3 separate regions of the Hordeum vulgare genome follow, and regions 1 and 3 are each linked to region 2. A link is a contact called in public Hi-C data. All regions are on one chromosome and are shown on one strand. Each heading gives the region's core, a stretch centred on a gene start, on an enhancer-like site or on the middle of the called end of the contact. The rest is flanking DNA. Distances are from core to core; before and after follow the strand shown.

What was found. A called contact is a pair of places that touch in the nucleus more often than the background predicts.
Region 1: a contact with region 2 is called in a Hi-C map of seedling, with 2.0 times the contacts expected there. The contact joins the promoter of LOC123442889 here to the promoter of LOC123442888 in region 2. A contact is called at or near these places in 2 of 6 Hi-C or Micro-C datasets (leaf and seedling) and 1 of 1 datasets of contacts at active chromatin or transcription factors (embryo).
Region 3: a contact with region 2 is called in a Hi-C map of leaf, with 3 times the contacts expected there. The contact joins the enhancer-like site here to the promoter of LOC123442888 in region 2. A contact is called at or near these places in 1 of 6 Hi-C or Micro-C datasets (leaf) and 1 of 1 datasets of contacts at active chromatin or transcription factors (embryo).

The regions. Positions count from the first base shown.
Region 1 is chr3H:42,455,010-42,459,744 of MorexV3_pseudomolecules_assembly, forward strand. LOC123442889 (protein indeterminate-domain 7-like) reads right to left here and starts at 3,288. Exons shown (of 3, transcript XM_045119066.1): 1 at 2,437-3,288; 2 at 1,911-2,310; 3 at 385-1,742. The coding sequence starts at 2,620. The coding sequence ends at 830.
Region 2 is chr3H:42,101,416-42,106,242 of MorexV3_pseudomolecules_assembly, forward strand. LOC123442888 (transcription factor IIIB 60 kDa subunit-like) reads right to left here and starts at 1,646. Exons shown (of 20, transcript XM_045119064.1): 1 at 1,309-1,646; 2 at 321-472; 3 at 67-148. The coding sequence starts at 385.
Region 3 is chr3H:42,477,146-42,481,367 of MorexV3_pseudomolecules_assembly, forward strand. No RefSeq gene overlaps it. Among protein-coding and RNA genes, the nearest start is that of LOC123442889, 21 kb to the left of the region's middle. Within about 2 kb of position 2,341, at least 3 of the 3 cell types and tissues checked have open chromatin away from gene starts, as enhancers often do. A contact at or near this core is called in leaf, where this site is marked.

The DNA of each region.
Region 1 (4,735 bases), core at 2,038-4,537, 360 kb after region 2:
TGCGTTCCAATTTAAAAAAATGTCAAATGCTCTGATCAAATGAACAATAGGAATATACTGTTCAACAGTGCACCTTATACTGTACACCTACATGGAATACACAATTTATTTATTTAACGGCAGTGTTTTCTTTAACTGTAATACGTACTCCGTACATAATATACAGATGCCAGTTCATTTTTAGAGCACTTGGGTAATAAATCCTCCCAAATGCAGTACTACAAGGTGTTTGAAATAGGACTACTCTTGAAAAGTCAAATCTATTAATTCTGATGTCATACTACAATAGAAGATATCAGCATTCTGCAGAATCATTCGCTAGTAAATAGAACTGTCGTAAACGCTGATTCATCTGATAAACAGCTTATCTACCCACACAAGTTATTGACGTAAAAATTCCAAAAGTTCATTCCAGAATTATCTAGATAAATGACATGAGCACTAGTAGTACCAGCTGTATGGAAAGAAGGGCTAAATCATCTTTATTACAACAGACATGGATTAATTATGATATATAGCATGAACAAGAATTTATTTGCAAGTTCCATTATATAGAGCGAGTGAACTGAAGAGCCCATTCCTCTCAAAAAGAAGATAAAATGAGTAGCAAGCAAAATGAAAGAAGTTGATTTTGCTTTATCGACCTGAAGGTTGAATCCAACTTACTGATCAGTGTGATTGTGATTAACCTTGACGTAATATACGATCGAGCAATGCTGGACGCTCGATGATGTTTTAGTCCATTAATTGCATGGAGCATCAAATCATCAACTTGGAATCTTGGGTATGCTTCGGTTCATCAATGGCGAGCTGATTGTGAGGTCGATTACTAGCCATGCCATGGGTTGCTGCTCTGGGGCCCTTGCTGATCGTACGCCGCCCTCGCCGAGGCCGACGTGGGCATGCAGGGATCGAAGCCTGCCATGCTGAGTATGTCGCCGTGGGAGAAGGCCCGCAGACCAAGGAAGTCCCTCGTGAGGCCGTCGTTTGCGCCTCCGGCATTGCCTCTACCTCCGCCGGCGGCGGCGGCATTGCCGGCATTACGATTGGCGCTGGGCCTCTGGTCCACTCCGTAGGGAGCCGGCGCCTCGAACGCGTGCCCAAATCCGACGCCGACGGCGGTGCTTGTCGCCGCGCTGCTACTAGTAGCGGCAGGTGGTGTATTGTTGGTGACGTTGGTGATGGCGGCACTGCTGCTACTGCTGCTGAAGGTGCTCGCCGCCATCTGGCCTTGGCATGACGGCCGGCTCAGCGTTGCACCCATCTGCGCCGCCTTCTGGAGCAGCGCGGTGGCCGACATGTGCGACGAGGCCGTCGCCCCGGCCGCAGACGACGACGGAAATGACGCGAAGCTCATGCCCACAGGCTGCGTGCTGCTCTCCGGCGTGGAGCTCGCATTGAACTCCTGTTCCATCCTGGTCGTCCCGAACATGGTCTGGGCGCCCTCGCCGGCCATCTCCAGCTGCTGCTGCTCCGATAGCCACGGCTGCGCGAACTGTTGTTGCTGCTGCTGCTGCTGCTCCCGCTCCCTCTTGAGGCACAGTTCTTGGATCAGCCCGTGGCCGCCACCGAGCGAGCTCGACGGGTCCATCACGGACGGCATCTGATACCCCGCGCTTCCGCCGCCGTGCGAGTAGAGCATCCCCGGATGCTGCTGCTCCTCCACGGCCACCGCCACCGCCCTGGCGCTCTCCTCCGCCAGCGCGTCGCAGAACGCCCTGTGGGTGATGAAGCTGTCCCGCCTGCAAATGCCAAATAATCATCGCATTCGCATGCACGCACACATTGTCAGCATGTCATGCATGGCCATAGGCATAGCAGTGGCCTACCATCTGGCATGCGCGGGCAAGACGGAGAAGAAGATGGAGGAGGAGGAGGAGGAGGAGGAGGAGGGACAGTGGGAGACGTGCCTTGAGAAGAGCGTGCCGCAGTCGCATCGGTACTCGCGGGTGCCGCAGACCTTGGAGTGGGCCTTCCAGTCGGACTGCACGGCGTAGCGCTTGGCGCACTTGTCGCACTTCCACTTCTTCTCGCCGTGCTTGCGGCTGAAGTGCTTCTTGATGCCGGTGAGGTCGCCGAGCGCGCGGGAGCGGTCGTGGTGGACGCAACCCGGCTCCGGGCACACGTACACCTTCTTGCGCACCACCTCGTTGGGGTTCCGCTGCTTGAGCTTCCATGGGAGGTTGTGGCCTCGCCGGTGCAGCTGCAGGTTCTGGTCCCGCTGGAACCCCTTGCCGCAGATTTCGCACACGTACCGGTTCGTCGCCATGAGCGCCCGCGGCGACAGCGCGATCACCTCCGCGTCAGGGTCTGTACCGGCCGCAAAACGAATTGATCGACCGACCGGTGAATCCTTTGGATCAAGAACCAAAGAACCAAGAAGGCAAGAACAACATATATTCCTAGTTGGATAAGTCGACCAGAAGGAGAATTCACCTGGATTCCCCGGGAGGCTGCGCTTCTTCTTGGAAGGAGGCGGGAGGGGGTGGGAGGAGACGCTGGTCTGGTCGCCGGAGGCGGAGGTCAGGTTCGACATGTTCTCGTCCGCGGCGGCAGCGGCCAGGGCCAGCTGCTGCTGCTGCTGCTGCTGCTGAATTGCCGCAAAATCCTTGAGCATCATCTCGATCTTCTCTCCCCTCCCCTCGACCGATCAACCAACCAACCAGCTAGCTACTGCCGAATTCCCGATCAGCTGGACACACACACACGCGCACGGATCAGATCTCGCGGGCGGGCGATCCGATCATGTGCGGCCTGGCCTGACGGCAGCCGCTGCATGCGGTGGTGGTACTTGAAGATTTGCAGCAGTTGCACTACCCACGCCCAGCTGCGGTGGGGACGCCCCTCTCCCTGAATCCCGAGGCCGGAGACTGGTACCAGTGGCAGTAGCAGTACAGCAACTTGCTAGGCTCGCTGATGTGGAACCATGGAGGCGGCTATTGTGATCAAGAACCGAGGCAGCCGATCGACTGAGCTGAGCTGAGCTATCGGAGCAAACGGCCGACGAGCTACGCTGGGCTGCGCTGCGCGGGGAGCTGGTAGAGTGGGGCTGAAGGAAGAAGCTAATAAGCTATGCAGCCAGGTAGGAGGAGTCAGCCACGCCAAGACTAGGGTTGATTGCTAGGTAGGGGGGGAGAGAGAGAGAGAGAGAGAGGAGAGATGCGGATGGATGAGGGAGGCAGGCGCAAGTGTGCGGCCATCCACCCGTTCCATGCCCGCAATCACACTGTACTCCTACACTACTCTTTCTCTAAAAACAGGAGCCGGCCCACACGGGGCGCCGGGGCCGCTGTCTTTTCCCTTGGCCTCTCTCAGTCTCTCTCTCTCTCTCGTGTGACTTCTGATGCGCCGGACTCGAGAAATCCCCTACGCCGTACCTCCTGTCGCTGCTCGGCTAACCCCATTCCCATTCCGCGCCCTGTGCAGGGGATTATTACTAATAATGAATGGCGATCTTGCTCCATGCCAATGCCTGCCATGGTGGGTTCTGCGGTGCCGTGCTGTGGTGGCGGCAAACAGTGCTACAGGCCTGGAATTGTGGATCTTGAATCCTTGTGCGACCCCTTTTTTTTTTCTCCAACGAGCGTGTGCGTGGACGCGGCTCTGTTTTGCACCGAAAATTATTTAGAAAAAGTGTTCTCGTTCTTATCCTTGTGCGAGACCAGCTACTTAATTTAGGAACCTCTAAAAAGACTTATATTTAGGAACGGAGGGAGTACATAGTTCCATATATATAGTTGAAATTGGTTCCTACATGGTTCAAAGTTGAAGGTGGCTTTCAAGATATGCTTCAATTCAATGAGGCTATTAATGCTCTTGTGGTAGTTGAAATTCTTCTCGGAGGTACAAATTTTACTTCGAGCAACATGCAAGAGGCCCCTCATTTAGAAAAGATAGGTTGTTGCTTTTGCTCGGAATCTTGGACTCTAAGTTTTTGCAACACTTATGCGTATGTCCTTTCGAGATCTATTTTTGATCATGTGTCATGCACCATTCAAAGTGGCACATATATTGGATTAGCATAGTGAGTTCAAAGAAGTGGTGAAGAACATTTGGGAACATGAGGTATTGGCTGGAGATAGTGCTATGAAAACCGCTTATAGTTTAAAAGATTAAGGAAAGTTCTAAATATGTTTTGTGTCTATATCAAAAGAGCATAATAATCATGATACTTTCTAGAATGCGTAACACTTTCAAAATCCTTCGAGGCATATGCAGTATGATACTACGATGAGTTTTCCTTGCACGAGAGTCATCACCCTGCATGGTTAGAGAAGCATTCACGGGTAGTTCATCAATGAGGTTTTTCAAAACCCATAATCCTTCTTTGGAGGCTTGTTTCTGCAATTGGTACCAACATAGCGAGCAAATACCTCTCCATTTTTTCTTGAACAATTTATAGTTCGAGTCAAATGGCAATCATTAGTACAAAAAGTAATGAGAAAAGAAAGATTGATAGGGGTTTCCTTTGCAAGAACACATTGGATCTTGAAATATTGCCCAGAGTTGAGTAGGTACCATGTGCATTTAAGTTTCTCTAAAAACCTACCCTTTCACTTCTAGGGTTCTTATAAAGAATTGACTTCTTAAGAACATCGCAAAGGGTTTGATGCTCTTTGAGACTTTTGAACATGTCTGTTTTAAGTAAGTTCTTCAATGTAGCATTTTCATTAGTAAGAGCAGTGGTTTCCTCGTGTGAGGGGTTAGTAACCACATTATTGGTACAAGCAATATT
Region 2 (4,827 bases), core at 396-2,895:
CAACCTGACAAACTACACAGATAAATTAAGGAAGTGAATAATGAGAAGCACAATAATAAGACCAACCGCTCCGGAACTGTCCTTGAAAAAAGTAGGCTCATCGGTGAAAATCTCCTGATCAATAACCTTTCCACACGTCCCACAACATCTGACCATCAAACATGACAAGACACATGAACAACCGCTGAAGCTGCTTAATAGAAATTTATTAAGCAAGAAAGTAACATGCTGATCAACAAAACAATGTACACAAACAATTATACGGCTTGATTTCACATGCAATGAGAATAACAAAGAAAGAATAGGAAAGGGGGTCTCACATATATCCTTTGTCGGGATCCTTTATGAATGGGCAATAATCAGCACAGTGAGAACAGTAAACCATTGGTGAACAGAAGTAGTAGACCTAGGAGAATGATCCAACTCCAATTAGCCTTCAAATAAGAGGATTGCAAGGAATGTGATCTTCAACCTTCAAAAGTAAAAAGAGCAATCTATTCAGATTGTGAAGTAAATACAAGTAAAGGAATAGCAGACTTCGATTTGGATTATTTTTCTACCCAGTTCCAATCTAACAACGCATTTTATAGTTGGAGCATTACAACTAGCATGTGAGAGGTGACCTGCTTCCTAACCGTGTGTGCACTTACTCTGGAGGTCAAACACGGGGGCAGGACAGGCTGCATTCAGTCCAATAAAATATCAAAACATTCAAGCACTACTTTTGATTTCTAGGATTAAATATTCAGTGCACGGGAAGACTAAAATTCAACACGTTGAATTTTAACTTCCAATTCAAAATCGATCATGAAGTTACAACAATGAAACTAAACTAAGCTTTCAACTCAGAAAAAAAAGTGTTGAGATCTTTGAAAGCACATAGTTAGCCGCTGGCAACAGCGTCCTGACCAATGCTCCGCGTGAATTCCCAAGCCCCAACGCAGTAGTATAGCAGCATTTCTTACGACAGCGTCGAGCAGCTTTCTTGGCTTGTCCCCCACAAGTCGTGGTGGCTCAGGAGCAATGTCCCCAGAGCAAGAGCAGACTCGTTAACTCAAAATGTGGATGCATCAGCAGAATTAGAGGACACATCTATGGTTGACAGCATGATGCAAGGCATTTGAATTCAATAATGTAGTGCTAGTTGCATTCTAAGACATACCACTAAATTTTAACCCTCTCTAATTCCAAGATCGGTAGGCCCAGTCCAGTTAGCGAAAAGCAAAAGAACCAACCAAACTGTATTTTTTACACACAACCCCATCCAATCTTAGAGTGGCCAAGAAGTAAGAATGAGAGAAGCCTTACACGCCTCGGTGTGGAAGCTGCGTGGCGGCGCAGCGGGTAAAGGGCGGCGTCAGGGGCCTGGGCGGCGGCGCTGCTTCAGTGGAGGGGGGGCGTCTAGGGTTGGGATCGGCGGCGGCACAACTCCAGGGAAGTGGGGCGTCGGGGACGAGAGGTTAGGCAGAGGTGGGAGGCGGGAGGCGGAGAGGAGGGCCGGGCGGCAGCACGGAGGTGTGGGGAGAGGAAGAAGCGGCCGCCTGGCCGGGGAAAGGGAGGGGGGCACGGAGTGGTAGAACGGCGAGGGCCGAGGGTTCATCGAGGTTTCTACCAGAGCTCAGCTTTGGTTTCGGGAAATCCTATGTGGCGAACGTTCGCTGGGGGTGGGATCCCAGGGAACGCCACCAGAGCCGTTAGATCCAGATCAGACGGTGGTAGTTTTACAAAAGGAATGTACCCGTAATATAAACGAACTACCAAGACAGTTTTGCAAAATTCCACCCTCAGCCACACAAAATGCCTCCCCCAGCGTTCACAAATGCCATCATTGTCGGCGGCCGATCAGCTGGTGGTCCTTGGTTTTTGCTTTTTTGAATCATCTTTCGCTAGAAAAAGACTCGTGCGTTGCAACGGAAAAAATAATGTAATATATTTATGTAGTCTAATAAGCATGATTCAAGACCATTCATAGGTCCACGTCCTCTATTTCAACACAGCGACATGTCAGCGTTGTCGCTTATGCTCCTTCCATTCGTGTCTGGCGAGATCATGAATATTGCACAAAGATCCTCTGTCCTTGGTTAATATAGTAGAAAGACCATGAGGGTTGCACAAAGATCTTCTATCGTAAGTTAATATACTAGGAAAAAATGAGAAGTTCGTACAATACAAACACTTCAAATCCAACTCCTTGTTCGATGGTGTAAAAAAGACAAAAACTGGCCCCTCTTGAAAACTTAAGCATAACATGAACCCAGTTTATTTCAAAAAATGGTCCATTTCACGATGCCCAAGCCTGAATCGCCATGTCATGCAGCACATTGCCCTCGTCAACGGCATCATGCGTCAGAGTTGACCGTACTACGTCAGATCGGACTACGATGTATGATGCTCCGGTCTAGGGCGCCATGCTTAGTAGGACGAGGCCTTGCTTAGGCCATCTCTAACGGCGATCCGCAAATTCCTTGTGGCATACGTTCGTGGACACGGGACAGTCTACACGCACTAGTGTCGGAGGCCGGAGGCCGGCATCCAATGATGTATGCATACATTGAACAACAATTTGAATTAACTAAATAAAATTTGTGCAAACTTTTATACGAAGTTCAGATATAATTTACATATACAAATGATTTTTCGACCATTTTACTAAAAACTATTAAACAAACTAAAACGTTGGCATGACCACCTCGTATGCGTGACCGTCATGTCTTGTTGCACTAATGTCGTCGTACGTGTTGTCGTCATCATCGTCCCTCCACTGGCAGACGGATGTCGGAGAGACGCGATAATCGACGGTTGCATGTCGCTCGGATGAGCCGCTCCGCCTCCTGTTGCGTGATACGAAGGGACTGGCGACTACTGACTATGCCGACAGAGTCCTGGTGATGGTCTTGCCTTACCGGCGTTGGGGAGCAATCACTGAGTGACCACTACTCGCCGATCTTCGCGAGCTCGCCGTCAAGGTGGAGGTGTCGCCTCGCGACTGTCTCCGTGGGGGCGACTGAGCGACCGAGCACCCACGCGACAGTGAGGTCAAGGTTGTTGCGGACCCACTCCGTCCACGTGTGTCTTGGCAAACGCAGAGTGGCGACCGGCATTGGGCCGGTCATACCTTGCTTGTTGCCTCGCTGCACGTTCCGCCTTGGATACTACGACTCGTGAGACGGAGGCACCGTCGTAATTGCTTCCACCGAAGTAGTGGAGGATGAGGCCACACACCTTCGCAGTTGCGGGGGCAGCTCCTCCTTTACCAGGCGCCGATGGCGTCGTGGTGGCAACGAGGGTCTGTCGATCCACATGTAGCGGTTGTGCGGCGGGGGGATGCTCGCTCGTCCTTCATGCGACGGAGGCGCTCGGGTGCGTCGTCTCCTCTTTCACGTGGTTGTCGATGTGGAGGACAAGGTTGCGAAGAACATCGACTCGTGAGTCGCTTGAGATGAGACGCCTTCATTGACTTTGGAAAGCCATTCCCAAATCCGCTTTATAGTGGACAAAACACTCACACGGTCATATTGTCCTTTGATTAGATGACCAGAAATGATGTTCTTGGCGGTTGAGTCCAGTTGAGCAAACCTCTTCATATCAGCAACAGTTACACCTTCGCTCACTTTGGGAACACCAGCCATGACGACATACGAGAGGTAATTGTCAATGGCTTCGAGATGCATGCGCTTCTTGTTTTTCTAGTAGGGGTAGTTTGTGCCATCAAAGACAAGGCACGCAACGGAGACCCTGATCATCCCTGTAGTCGGCATAACTAAAAATCTATGTGGTTAAACCAAATCACACAAAACAAGGAAGCATCTTGCTCTCATACCAATTGGAAGTGCTAGTTATAGACTAGAGGGGGTTAATATGTGATTTTTATAAAAAGCTTCAAAATAGTAAATGTCTTTGAAGTGAGCGGAAGCGACTTAGGATCAGTCAGATGAAGACATTCAGGCAAGCATGCATAGTCATCACGGAAACAGTGATGTATCGAAGATAAAACTTAAGTATTATGAAGGCAAATAGTAATGAGATGAATGTCTTTGGTGAATGTCTTCGCACAAGAACAAGCAAGCAATGACAGCTTGACGAAGACACGTGATTTGTTGTACCTGTTCCAGTTGTTGTGACAACTATGCGTTTGGTTGGAAAGGCTGAGATTTAACTGTGAAGACCTCGTCTTCACCTTATTCCCCTTGAGTCAAGGTCACTTAGACCTCTCCCAATCACTCTGGTAAGTCTTCAAGATAGACTCCTGAAACCTTCACAAACTTGATCACCCAACAATCCACAATGACTCTTGGATGTTTTAGACCATGACGCATGACCATTTGGAAGATCGAAATTTTCAAGTGTAATAAGTATTCGGTTCTCTCAAAACAGAATGACTTCGGTGATGCTCAAACACTCTCGCTCTAGGTGTTTGGGTTTATCCTTGCGGGATAGCTCTCTCTCAATGTCTTCGAGGTGGGTTGCTCCAAAATGAAAAATGTTGTATAATAACTCTGAGCAGCCACCAACTTATGATGGAGGGGGTGGGATATTTATAGCCAACAAGCAACCCGACATGATATGACCGAAATGACCCTGGGTCAATGGCTAACCGACACGTGTCACAACGGTGAGATTTCAAACACACGCGACAACATTATTTGGGCTACAAGAAAAGCTAACTCAACCAACTTTTGAAGAGACTTCCTCTCATTGTCTTCACTGGAAGGCATAGGTGTTTTGAGTTGAGCATCACGCCAGACTCTGACTTCGATCACTTAGACCCCACTTAACAGTATGGTGTTTCATGCGTATGTTCTCGTGCACCACATTAGTTTCAACCGT
Region 3 (4,222 bases), core at 1,091-3,590, 380 kb after region 2:
AGATACATGTAGAGTATCTTTATAATCACCCAGTTACGTTTTGACATTTGATACACACATGGTACTCTTCCCGTGCCAGTGAGTTGCATGATCTCATGGTCCTAGGAAAAAATATTTTGACATGCAGAAAGCAATAGCAATAAACTTTAGTCATACGATCAAATGCTATGGTTATGGTTTGGGTATTGTCCATCACATCATTCTCCTAATGATGTGATTCCGTTATCCAATGACAACTCATGTCTATGGCTAGGAAACCTTAACTATCTTTGATCAACGAGCTAGTCCAGTGGAGGCTTAATAGGGACACTATGTTGTCTATGTATCCACACATGTATTTGAGTTTCCAATCAATACAAGTATAAGATGGATAATAGATGATTATCATGAACAATTAAATATGATAATAACCACTTTATTATTGCCTCTAGGGCATATTCCCATCAGCTGTCTTCGGAGTCGTTGAGGCCCTCGGGGTTATCCTCATCCTCGTGCCCCTCCGAATCATCAGGTTGTTGTTCGGGGGCACGGAGGTCGCCGAGGTCCTCCCGATTGTCCGGGGTATCATTTTCTCCGGTGCCCGTGTTACTTCCTCTACCCTTGCACCCATTGGATCGTTTATGTTGACATCGACTCTTGGGCGGCTCCTCGTTGAGTTTGTTGCTATTCTCTTTAGGGGTGTCGTCGCCGCCCTTCCCCGTGGTGTTGTAGCCCTTATCGCTAGGGGTGTCTGCCGTATAGACATCGTAGGTGTAGGCGGCGGTCCACCATCTAGTGGTGGGAGGGGAATTGGAGTCGACATCTTCGTCGAGGTCCTCGGCCTCCTCACAGGCGTAATCCAGTATATCGGTTAAATCTTCGATAGTGGCTACCAAATGGGTGGTTGGTGCGACGTAAAGTCCCCATGGCCCGCCTCAAGATCGATCCGAGCATAGGTCGAGGACGAGCCATCAATAATATTCATTGTCCGGATCCGGGCCAGCGTCTCGTTCAATAGCGAGAGGCCAGCCGGACTGGTCTTATGAATTCTTGGGGAGTTGACCTCCGGTGCGTCGGCACAGGGAGCATGCTCGGCCAAGGTTGAACCCTGGTCTTCGGACGCTTTAATCGAATCCGAGCTCAAAGCCGGATCCAAGGTAATGCTCGACCAGGTGACGGGGTCGGGCGGGAGGCACAAAGTTAAAGCTTCGGGATTTCCACGCTCATCGTACAAGGCCCAGAGCCTCGTAAGGACCAGATCGCCTCGGGCATCGGCAACGTACTCTAGGTTGACGAACCTGATCTTCTGCTCTGGTGCAAAGCCGACGATCTAAACGAAGTGGTCGGCCGCATCGGCATGTAGAACTATGTTGCCGAACGCGAAGAGCTGGTCGGGGACGAAGATGTCCCTGGTGTGGATGTTATCATTGATGACTAAGTGAGTCATCGATCCTTTGGCGACCCCACAACGGAACTCTCAATGAAAGCAGCAATGCGGGTGTCAAAGACCGGCGGATCTCGAATAGGGGGTCCGGAGCTCTGGACCTTGGATCATTGGGGAATAGGAAACCAAAAAAAAATATTTACCCAGGTTCGGGCCCTCTCGAAGAGATAAGACCACTCATCCTGCTTGATTATACTGATGTTTGTATGACAATTACAGAGTCGATCTATCACGAGATCAGATGAACTAAACCCTAGATGATGATTCTGTCCTCTACGAACTAAAACCCTCTGGTTTATATAGACACGAGGGATATCTAGGATTACATATGATCGGTTACCATCAGGAAATAAATATGTCGATTATATCATCTTGACTTGAAACACACGTCAAGGCTTCGAAGGTTTCCTTCCTAAACGCAACGTCATCTTATAGTTGGGGCCTTTGATGATAGTGAGGGAGCGGTCCACCAGCCCCGTCCATAGAGATAGACCGACGGTAGGAAGACTCGACTTCCTCATTCATCGATTTAGTGATGTACGTGTGTACCCTTGCCGTGAGATGAAAGGCGAGGCGTTTCAGATTTTTGCATGTCACGGCTCAGGGATCTCACTCTCAGGTCAGATCACCCGGCCGAACGCAGGCATAAGAAAATATATCACTGTTACGGTGCGTCAGATACATTAGGTCACATAAGCGAAATTTCAACCTGTAAACGCCGAGCCCTTAATTATCTCAGGAAGCTTAATTTTGGGCGCAAGGAAATACTGGGATATCATAGCGGTAGGGGCCGGCCGGTCTCGTGCAAATGATCTGCTTATTTCAAAACATGGTGGTTCGGTGTAGGTACAGTGGATGGAACGAGTGATAACGACTCATGGTATGGTCATGGTCTCATGGGCCCTGTGTTTGGTTCGGTATCCAATGCTGGTTTATGTATGTCACTACCACATCCACATCCACATCCACATGGTTTTTACGAGTTAGTGGCCCCTGAAATAAATGTTATTGTTGTGGCAGCAAGTGTCTTGTTTGCATACCAAATATGTATATACTACTCCTCATATGGTTGGAGACTCGGTGACGATCAGTACGTGGATTAACTATAACTCGGCGCACATATAATATCAACTCCCTCTCGGAGACGTTTGCAGGGTGTCATGCATGATGAACATCTGGCGTCCTGTAGCGGATGGACGGACGGACCATGTTGATGTTGGGCGTTGGCTCGCTCCGGCGAAACCGACGTCGTTATCATCTTCTTGTGTGTTTCGGCATTCCTGTCATGTAGCCCGTGGCATTCTCGACCGGGCAGTTAGCATATTCTACTGTTGTACTCCCACTACCGCCATTCACATTTCATAACGTACACTGCCATCCAACTTGTCGGCGATGCAGACGGTCGGGGGCTATGCACGTCAAAACATAACTACTAGTTCGCTTTGAGAACAGTGTTCGAGAGAGACTTGGTTAAATCTCAGCGATCAAACCGAGCGAGTAGTGATGCTCGGCAGTAGGCAGCTGCATCGGGCGGTCTGGTCGCCGTGCAGAAGAGAGCAAGTACGGGCCGCCAAGGATCAGAGTCCAAAGAATGTCCGACCGGGCGATCGGATGCATGCTCCACGACAAGGACTTGGGGGCGCGCGCTTCGGGGCTTGGGGGCGGCAGCGGCACGAGATGAATAGCGGTTTTGTGCTTGGTGGTCGCGAGCCGCCATGATATCACTTGTCACCTCGCTCCCCTGCGGTTTGTGGCTGTGGTCAAATTGCTCTAGAAATAGTGGGTCGTGTACGGGCGGAGTCTGCCTTTTGAGAAATTCGTTCGACATTCGTTGAACATTTGAGCAATTTTATACTCCCTCCATTCCAAAATTATTGTCTTAACTTTGTTTAGAAATGGATGTATCTAAATACTAAAACTTGACTAGATACATTCATATCTAAACAAATCTAAGACACAAAATTTAAAACGGAGGGAGTATTAAATTTAATACTGTAAACGATAGATAAAACACGATAATCATAGTATTAAAAAATTGATGACGACATGCCCTCTGCAGGGCCGGTCCTGAGTTTTTGAGGGTCGAGGACAAAACTTAAACTCGGGACCTGAAAATATGATCATCAAATTAATACGAATTTAGCGTTGTGCAAGTATTAAGGTTTTCGCTCGTATATCATACTGCAAACAAAAAAATGCAATAAGGATCATTGGTGTTTCATATTAAAGAAATTGCATGGCCACTCCCTTTGATCCATAAGTTCACAACATTAACATTTGTCTTACTTTATTGTGGGTTGAATTAACAATCCAAAAAAATTAACCACTAAGCATGCCTTAAGATTTACTTCCTCGTCCAAAAATAAATGACTCAATTTTACAATAACTTTGTATTATGTGTCACTTAGTTTGTGAGAGAGGAAGTATTATATAGCGTGTTGGGATATGTTTTTTGCATTTTGTTGATTACCTTACCGGAGAATCAAAGTAATTTCAGGTTGCAAGAACATGAACACAGTGTCGTATATCAAACAATTTAATTCGAAAGAAATATAATAGTAAAAATATACCAATCTTTGCTTGTAGAGAATTTAAGTATTTTGCATGATGTCTATTTACCTCGATGCGACAGATTTAGAGCTGGTCCCCATATATATCTAGCCTTGAAGCCGTACACGGTCTTCTCGGACCTGTTCGGCCGCAATGGACGAGCTCTCATAGCGACCATCATTGTCAGTCGTGCAACACCCATGAAGACCTGCTTCTTGCCGACGTAGTCTATGGCCTCAACCAGGTCGT